Linked DNA regions of Mus musculus: region 1 is linked to region 2. The links are chromatin contacts, called in public Hi-C maps. All regions are on one chromosome and are shown on one strand. Each heading gives the region's core, a stretch centred on a gene start, on an enhancer-like site or on the middle of the called end of the contact. The rest is flanking DNA. Distances are from core to core; before and after follow the strand shown.

Region 1 (4,360 bases), core at 1,089-3,588, 550 kb after region 2:
CTTTATTATACTGTGCACTTGTAAGAGAATGAGTGTAAAGGCAAAAGATGTTTTACTGTTACTATGAAAACAGCACAGGACCGTAGGACCCTGAAGGGAGCTTGGAGGTAGATGTACCCACCCCTGGCCCAGGCTTTACAGGAGACTGAAGTTGCTTTAACTTGCACTAGACTAGGCCTTTCAGACTCAGTCTGAGAGCCACTGAGCCAAAAGGGTGAACTTGAAAGTCCTGTGTAACTTGCTCTGTGGATACAGAAGCCTGCCAGTAGCAAACATCTGAGTCTATCTGAGCTTTGACTTAATGACTAGTGCCTACTTGTTTGGGGGGAAACAAAGCCATGTGCCTCTAAATGTTTCCCTTGGTGCCTATGGATCTCTGATTTTGAATTCACTGTTCTAGTCCACATTCTCTTGTCCTGGGGTCACAGGGGTGGGCATGTGGGGCAGTATAGGAACTGCTTTTAGTGCTACCAGACACAAGGCAAATGAAACACAGCAAAGGAACACAGGGACTCGAGAACCAGATGGTCCCGTCCCAGTCATTGTAAACCCAGATGTTAATCTACATCTAACTTTATACCTTGCGGTCAGTCTTGCAGCACCCACGCTTTCTTCTTTACTGCAGGAGCTAGAATTGCCTTAGACTCGGCTCCATTAACTCCTCTGCTTCCCTTTGTGTTTGGCCTTACTTCCCCTGAGACCAAGTCCATGGTCCTCCTGGTTTTACTCCAGAGACTTAGGCTGCTTCCTCTAAGATTCTCTGTTGTCCCCAGGCCCTTCTGAGTTGCACTCTCTCAGAGCCTTCTTGTTAGTCCATTTGTGCTCTGGTGCTCCAATCAACACTAAGCCCCACCCGCAAAATGTGATCTATCACATTCAGCCTTGAGTTCCTGCAACCAGAGCGTTTTGACACAATACATTATGGTAATGCACAGCACATAGAGACATTACCACTCACGACTTTGACAGAGTACACTGTGAAGTCTTTGAAGGCACCATTACAATTTATCTTGTCATTCATGAGAAGATCCAGTTCAGCTTTAATGTAGATGAACACCGTGTGGCTTTTGTCTTATTTAATTGCTTGTGACCTTTTTAATTACTAATTTAACAAAATACCAAAAGGTTATATCTCGATTAAATTAATGGTTTGGGGAGGGGGCTTGTGTGTTTGTTTTTAAGACATTCTGGTTCTCCTCTTCACTTTGGGAAGATAAAACGTCATCTTGAACAGAAATAGGGTTGAAATGTGAAGTCGATAGTACAGTAATGATTTTTCATGTGCAAATGGCACAGTACCAAGTGTCTTGCATGTACGTTTGGGTTCCCCCTTCTCTGGGGTACAGACCAACCCGTTGCATTTCTCTGCTCCCCAAACATACTGCTGATTCAGTGCTTTTGCCCCATGAGATGGGGAACCATGTATTGAGCTCGCCTGCCTCTCTTGCTGCTTTGTGTTCTGTAGCTGGTCAGGACTGCCCGAGGGTCAAGAGCCTCTTCTGCCAGTGCCGTCTCACATCCTGCACTCCTGCCAGGAGGGCGAGACATGTGCACACATAAATAAGCCCTGCACTCCGTGGCTCTCTTAGCCCACTTGAAAACTGGTAGTGAACTTCGGAGCTGCTATCTAGTTCAGCAGGTGACCTGCTTGGAGGGGATGCAGGATTGAGCAGCCAGCAGTGGAGGGCATGCCTTGATGCTCTGCCTTCCCCTTCTTAAGATTCAGCAGGGCAAGGCATCAGGAACCGAAACCCTCTGTGCGCTGTAGATTTACCCTGGCAGAGAGCAGAAGGTCAGTGTGCGAAGCATTAGTGTTGAACCAGCTCCAGCTGTGAAAGTCTTGGACAAAATTAATAGAAGGAAATTGACAAGCTTTGTAGGTTATTCTATAGCTTTAGACCTTGACTGAAATCCTATCGCCTCATCTGCCCATTATTAACATTTCAGCAATATATAAAATTTTCATTAATCTCCCACAGTAAAGTTAGCCATGAAAACTGGCACTTGTTTGAGCTTTTAGGACACATTAGCTGGTGTATTAAACAGAATGTGTCATTCTTCAGCGGCTTCTGCAAGAAGCTAAATCAATTTCTAGCCGTATTTATGCACCACTTTATCTAAAAGCATCTGAATTATCATTTACAGCTAAGATGCTTTATTAGCAGCTGGCATTGAAATTGCTCAGAAAAAAAAATATGTCACGTTATAGTAATTGGTTTTAATCCAACATAAAATGTAAAAATCCTAAGTGTGGGGTTTTGTTGTTTTGTTTTATTTTATTTTAGTAATTGGCATTTTAGCACAATGAGTTATTACTTTTTCCAAGTCCCATACCTGCAGTGTTTAGGAAATACCAATTAGTTAATGTTCCAGAAGGTTGGAACTCAGAGCTCAACTCTAAGTCAGCTCTGTCTAACGAGTTGTTCCCAGCAAGGATGGCAAAGGTAGACTTTGGTATTTAAGAAATCAGGACTGCTTCCTTTAGAATTCTGTATATAAAAAGTTCTAAGATAGAAATAAATGCATTTGGCAGTGATGCTTCTGTTAAAATGTAGTTTGGAGAAAGTGACTGTGTTAAACGTTCTCCCAGCCCCTGTTCTGATGTCATCTTACCCAGGACACAGTGATGACCATGATCTGTCCTTTATCACCAGTGCTTCAAAGAATGATACCAGTCAACAGATGGCTCTTGCAGAGATGGCGTGTCACTCAGTTTGTCCTGCAATAGGATGCTGGTTAAGTCACGGCCTCTCTGAGCACAGCACCTGGTGCTCACACTGCTCTTACACTGGGCTCCTTCTTTCGCTGCACAGTAGCTAGGACTGACTACAGGGGTGACCACAGCCATCACTGACTACCCTCCTGTGTGTGGCTTACAGTCTAGAGGGAGAGACAGATAATGGCTTGCTGGTCACTGTTCTATTAGAAGATATGGATGCAGTGTCAGGAGCAGTACTAGATTTGGGGGCTTGGAGTCAGGGAAAATCTCCCTTTCTGGAGCCTCATTTGAGCCAGGCTTTTGAGAAGGGATAGGGAGGAGAGTGGTAGGGAGTGAGACAGGAAACAGGGTGCTCTGGGCACGTGCAATATGCTCTAAGAGGGGGCTTTGTCCAAGGTGCTGTATCTCATCCTTCCCAATGGAACAGCCTATCACAGGTGCTGTATCGTCTGTTATGAATAGCCATAGTGCTTAGGAGCAGAATCTACAGTTCCTAGTAACTGAGTTCAGTGCAAAAGAAAAGGAAACTGACTTCTTTAAAAGGTCAGCCTACAGAAAAGCATGAAGCTGTCAGGCTGTGGAACAGCAGTTTACACTGTGATGCCCAAAGTTCGTACTTTCTGTCCCACCAGCTCCATCTGAAGGAACTCCTCAATTTCCCTGTGGTTTGCCTGTAACAAAGTGTGTGTGGCCTGGGATATAGCTTACCTTCTCGTCAATTTAAGATGGGAAATTCCAGAACCCTCCATGTTGTTATGCGGCTTAACATGAGTAAAGTACTTAACATCATGGCTGACCTGGGCAGCAGACTAGCCATTATTTATTTGACCAGTTAGTGTGAACATACCAATCGTGTATGCTGTTCTTGGGAGAAAGCATAAAGGTGAATAAGAAACTTTTGTGAAACTTTCACGTTACAACAGAGCAACCACTAGACAGGCCTAGAACAAGACTGAGTATCATCCCCTATGGCTACTGTTTGTTAATCATTTATGCATTAGATTCTTTACATGAATTTTTATGTCTGTGAATATCAAGGGTGAGTTCACAAGGTAGATCACACCTCAAATTAAAGATCACAGAGCAAATTAAAGACAGAGGTGGGAGTTGAACTAGGTCTGCCCAGCTGTAGGTCCAGTATATACCAGCTACTTACTATACATGTGTGTCAGAGCTACCAAAACAGATTTCATTGAAGAGGTGACGTCTGAACTAGCCTGAGGAAGAGGAAGATTTTGGCTGTATTGGGGTGGAACTGAAGGAGTAGTCTGGGCCATGAACAAGGGCCAGCAATTGTACCTCAGAAGTGTACACCCCAGACTCTGGGGACCAAACCATGGTTTTGCTTTTACCTGGTGTAACCAGTCTGCAGAGTTTGGGAGGCTGTGAGAGAAGGGATTATGAGGACTGATGAAAGGTTGGAAACTGTTCAGCCAGTTCATACGATGCCCTCCCTTAGCTGCTGGCTGTAGAAAGGGCTCCATTCAAGAGGCCTGGGATCCAGGGAGAGTTGTAGAGCATCAGTCTTCCCATTTGTCACCGACGTCATATTACACAGTGTATGTGAGTGAGTGAGTGAGTGAGTGAGTGAGTGAGTGAGTGAGTGAGCGAGCAAGCAAACAAGCGAGTGTATGAGTGTGT
Region 2 (4,031 bases), core at 1,118-3,617:
GATTAATTGTAATAGTTCCTGCTTGTTCTTTCAAATTTCCTAGGTAAATAATCACATAATGTGATTGCCCCCTTTACTTTCTTTTGATCTTATCATATACATACATACATACATACATACATATATATGGTAATAGAATATATGTTACATACATATATATGATAATAGAATATATGTATATATTTCTTTCTGCATTAGTCAAGGCAAGCTTTCTGAGACATGAGGAGCAGTACTGAGCAACCAGTTTTCCCAGGGGAAGCAGCCCTGATAAGGGGCTCTGGGCAATTTCTGTGGTGTAAATTCTCCCATCACAGCAGGCCTTCAGTTGCTGATGGGATGTCACTAGATGTGGAATTTATAAAGAGACACGTGGCCTCAATGTGAGGTGGTCTTCAGGGAAGAACACAAAAACAAAATAACAAAAAGAAAAGTTGGAAAACACATGTGTGCACGCGCACACACACACACACACACACACACACACACACACACAGAGGACCAGTTGCAATGAGCATTACCTCTTCCACAGTAGCTCTAAGAGCGCCTGTGACACACTCCACTCTACTTGTTCAATGGGGAAGGGTGGAATAGTGGCCATTACAAAAGGATGGCAAGATCACCTGGTGCAGCTGCATTCCTCTGAGTCCTGCCTCCCTGACACTCTTCTCTCGGGCAATACAGTCAGATTTGAACTGGATTCCCAGAGTTCCGGTGTTGTTCATCTGTTCCCCAGCTGGTGGCGCTATTGATAGGTGGATGAACCCTTTAGGAGGTGGAGTCTATTTGGAGGAAGTAGGTCATTAAGGGTGAGTCTTTGAAGATGATATTGTGACCTTGCAACCCACCCTCCACCCCCCACCCCCCATCCCCTCAGCGCTTGCTGGCCCCCATGAAGTGAGCAGCCTCCTCTATCATAGAGACTTGGCACGATATCCTGCTCCACCTCAGACTAAAGCAATGGACGCCAGCCAGCCACGGGCTGAACTGTGTCCAAATTAAACTTTGCATCTTTTCAATTGTTTTCCTTGGGGTATGTGTCCAGGAGGTGAAGAGGTCACAAACACTCGGACAGCTTCTGTGCTCCTCAACCCCTCCCTCTCTTTTCCCGGGACTGCTGAAGTCACAGCTCCTCCAATTGGGCTTCATCCTGCCTCCTTTTGGAGGGTAAGAGGTAGTAGAACTTTCTCCTGGCCCACCCAACCATACCAAGTCCAAACTGGAGCCCCTGTCCTGTCCTGGTGGCTCTCATCAACACGCTCTTTGCCTACAGATCGAGCAAATAGCGGTTCATGAGGTTCAGGTATCCGTTTCTCCCTACTGTACCCCAGGGCCAGAATTCCCAGGGGAATGGCCTCCCTGATGGCCCTGTTCTCTCAGTAAATACCTTTGCCCACTGCTTAGAAGATCTAGTGTCTTCTACCCCTTCATCAACTGTGCCTTTCATGGTCACCAACAGTGTTGCTCAGACACGTGACCCTGTTCTTCTGAGTCCCAGAAGCGTTGACTCCACCCTCCTCTTGAGACACTCCAGTGTAGTGACTTTCCTTCACCATCTCTGCGACTCCATTTCTGCCTTCCGTCTCCACCCTCTCAGCGTCCTTCAAGATGCCCCTCCCCTACTTTCCCAGTGACCCACCCCTCTTCCTGGCCAGCTAACCACGCATGGCACGTGTTCAGCTCACCGTCGTACTCTCTCCTTTAACCATGTTAGCTAACCTTAAGTATGTCCGAAGCTCCTTTTTCTAATCTGTGAAGTAGGGTAACTGCTAGCTGCATGCTAACACTAACCTGGGGGTACATGCCCCCTGGGTAGGGCACAAAGGGGGCACCCGATGAACCTGACCCCTGGTGGTAGGTTTTATTATCATCCTTCTTGGTCATCTGGAGGGAGAAGGCTACACGAAGGAGGTAAAGCCATCACACGCCACACAGTCTGTGGGACCTGTTGAAGCCCTCCCCACAATGTGGAAGGGGAGATTTCTGAGCTCAGACAGGGACTGTGGGGAGGAGTCAGGGATTCGGGGGGAGGAGTCTACTCTCCAGCAATGCGCAAACTCTGTGCTCTTCTTGTTCCTCTGTCACCAGGGCCTATATTAAGATCATCAAATGTCAGCACAGACGCTTTAACTGCTAATGTGAGTGTGAAAGACAGGTGGATTGCAGGTGTGCTGGTGGGAAGAGAGAAGTCAGGAGGTAGAAAAAGCAAGGAGGGGGCAGAGGGTGAAGGTAGAGAAGCCGGCTTCAGTTCCGTGGGAGCCACAAGATGTGTGTTGCGCGGCAGACAACAGACCTGTAGAGACAGGATCAGTCTGTGGGCTGCTGGCTCCAGGGGCAGCCTGGATAGGCTGGGCTGTGGGTACAGCTCTGGCTCTATGAGACTGCAGGGAGTCTGGGCTTCACACCCCTGCAGCGACTCTCACTTAATGAGTGAAAGGCAGTAGGGTAAAGAGCCCCCCTCTGGAAAACAGACTGTCTGCAAAGGCGGCTGTCAAAGCGAGGCCCCGTTGCTAAGGGAACCGCCTGGGAAGTCAAGAGATGAAGTCACCCCACCTCTCCAGCAAGCTTGAGGTTCAGAAGGGGCCTGGCATTCCAATCCATGTCTGCACTGGTGCCTCTCTGGCCAGGCTTCCGAACCTAGGCGGGGCTGAGATCTTGCCTTCCATGACTGCCCACGCCTGGCTAGTCATTAGTCCAATGGTTGACCAAAGAAACTTGGCTAAGCACTAAGAGGCACAGAGGCTCAGGAGAGCCTGCAGGAGGTCAGTCTGGTACCAAAGGGGCCACAGCACCCCAGGGACTCAGGACTTTAATTAAATCCAGAGGGAAGCAGCTCTAAGCTGACGTGAGGATGGAACCCTTAGGATAGGCAAGAAAACTACTGTCTTAGATGCTTTACTACCATGACCAAGCCAACTTGGGGAGGAAAGGGTTTACTTAGGGTCTGCCTCCACATCATACATCACTGATGGGAGTCAAGACAGGAACTCAAACAGGGCTGGAACCTGGAGACAGGAGCTAATTGCAGAGACCATGGGCAGACGATGCTTACTGGCTTGCTTAGCCCGTTTTCTTCTAGAACCCAGGATCACCAGCCCAGGAATGGCACCACCCACAATGAGCTGGGCCTTCCCCACCGCACCCCATCCCCCATCAATCACTAATTAAGAAGGGTTTATTTAGCTTATGCTCCACATTACTGACTACAGGTTTGCCTACATCCTAACCTCATGGAGGCATTTTCTCAATTGAGGCTCCTTCCTTTCCAATGTCTCTAGCTTGTGCCAAAGTAACGAACCAGCTGGTTTAATAAAACTAGCCAGAACAAGCACTAAAGTTTGAACACAGCCAGCCTCAGTGGGGGAGCCTTGAAACTTACAGAGGTGGCTTCTCTCCAGAGAGTCTGACATCTGCGGGGAGCAATCCAGGACAGCGTGGTCTTTCATCCCTACACTCATGGCTATGCTCATGGTCCACCAAGTCTGAGGACCCCTGGGCATGGCCCTGTCTAGACATCCCAAAGACCTACTTACTCGTTTTGTTACTATATGAATATTTTTATAAAGGAAAGCAGAAGACTTGCTTAGTCTCCGGTGGAGGCCATGTTGGCATTATACCCCCAATCAGGTCTTGGGAAGATCTATTGAAAAGAAGGAGCCTTGGCATTGGGGCCAAGCAGAACAGACAGCAAAGGCAAATCCTTGCTGCCATGCCCTCCCCAGGTAACCTGGGGGCAGTTCCTCACAGTCCTTATGCCTGAGGGTCAGTGTGAACATAGGGAGTAGATGTGGGGGCGTCTAGAGACGGTGCACACACAGCTGTGCATGACAACAAGACTCAGTAGTGATGATATCATGATCTTGAATTCCCGCCTCTCAGAGGATGACCCAGTCCTTTCCTGACACAGGTGCCAGCTTTCAACTCCCTTGGCATGTACCCCTTGCCCTTTGAGTGAGTCACAAACAACTTCCTCTCAAGACATGCTGAGTGGCTGGCACAGAGATGGCCAACCTGCCCTTCCTCCAGGAAGCTTC

What was found. Hi-C and Micro-C count contacts between places; a contact is called where the count stands out from the background.
Region 1: a contact with region 2 is called in a Hi-C map of the N1E-115 cell line, with 6 times the contacts expected there. The contact joins two enhancer-like sites. A contact is called at or near these places in 2 of 484 Hi-C or Micro-C datasets (the N1E-115 cell line and bone marrow-derived macrophages), 1 of 115 datasets of contacts at active chromatin or transcription factors (embryonic basal ganglia) and 1 of 9 other capture datasets (embryonic stem cells).

The regions. Positions count from the first base shown.
Region 1 is chr2:34,576,128-34,580,487 of GRCm38.p6, forward strand. The region is part of intron 8 of Mapkap1 (mitogen-activated protein kinase associated protein 1); the gene reads left to right. Among named protein-coding and RNA genes, the nearest start is that of Gm34178, 3.1 kb to the left of the region's middle. Within about 2 kb of position 2,339, at least 1 of the 459 cell types and tissues checked has an H3K27ac peak or open chromatin away from gene starts, as enhancers often do. A contact at or near this core is called in the N1E-115 cell line, where this site is marked.
Region 2 is chr2:34,025,179-34,029,209 of GRCm38.p6, forward strand. C230014O12Rik (RIKEN cDNA C230014O12 gene) reads right to left here. Exons shown (of 4, transcript NR_130173.1): 3 at 621-779. Among named protein-coding and RNA genes, the nearest start is that of Gm39793, 65 kb to the left of the region's middle. Within about 2 kb of position 2,368, at least 40 of the 459 cell types and tissues checked have an H3K27ac peak or open chromatin away from gene starts, as enhancers often do. A contact at or near this core is called in the N1E-115 cell line, where this site is marked.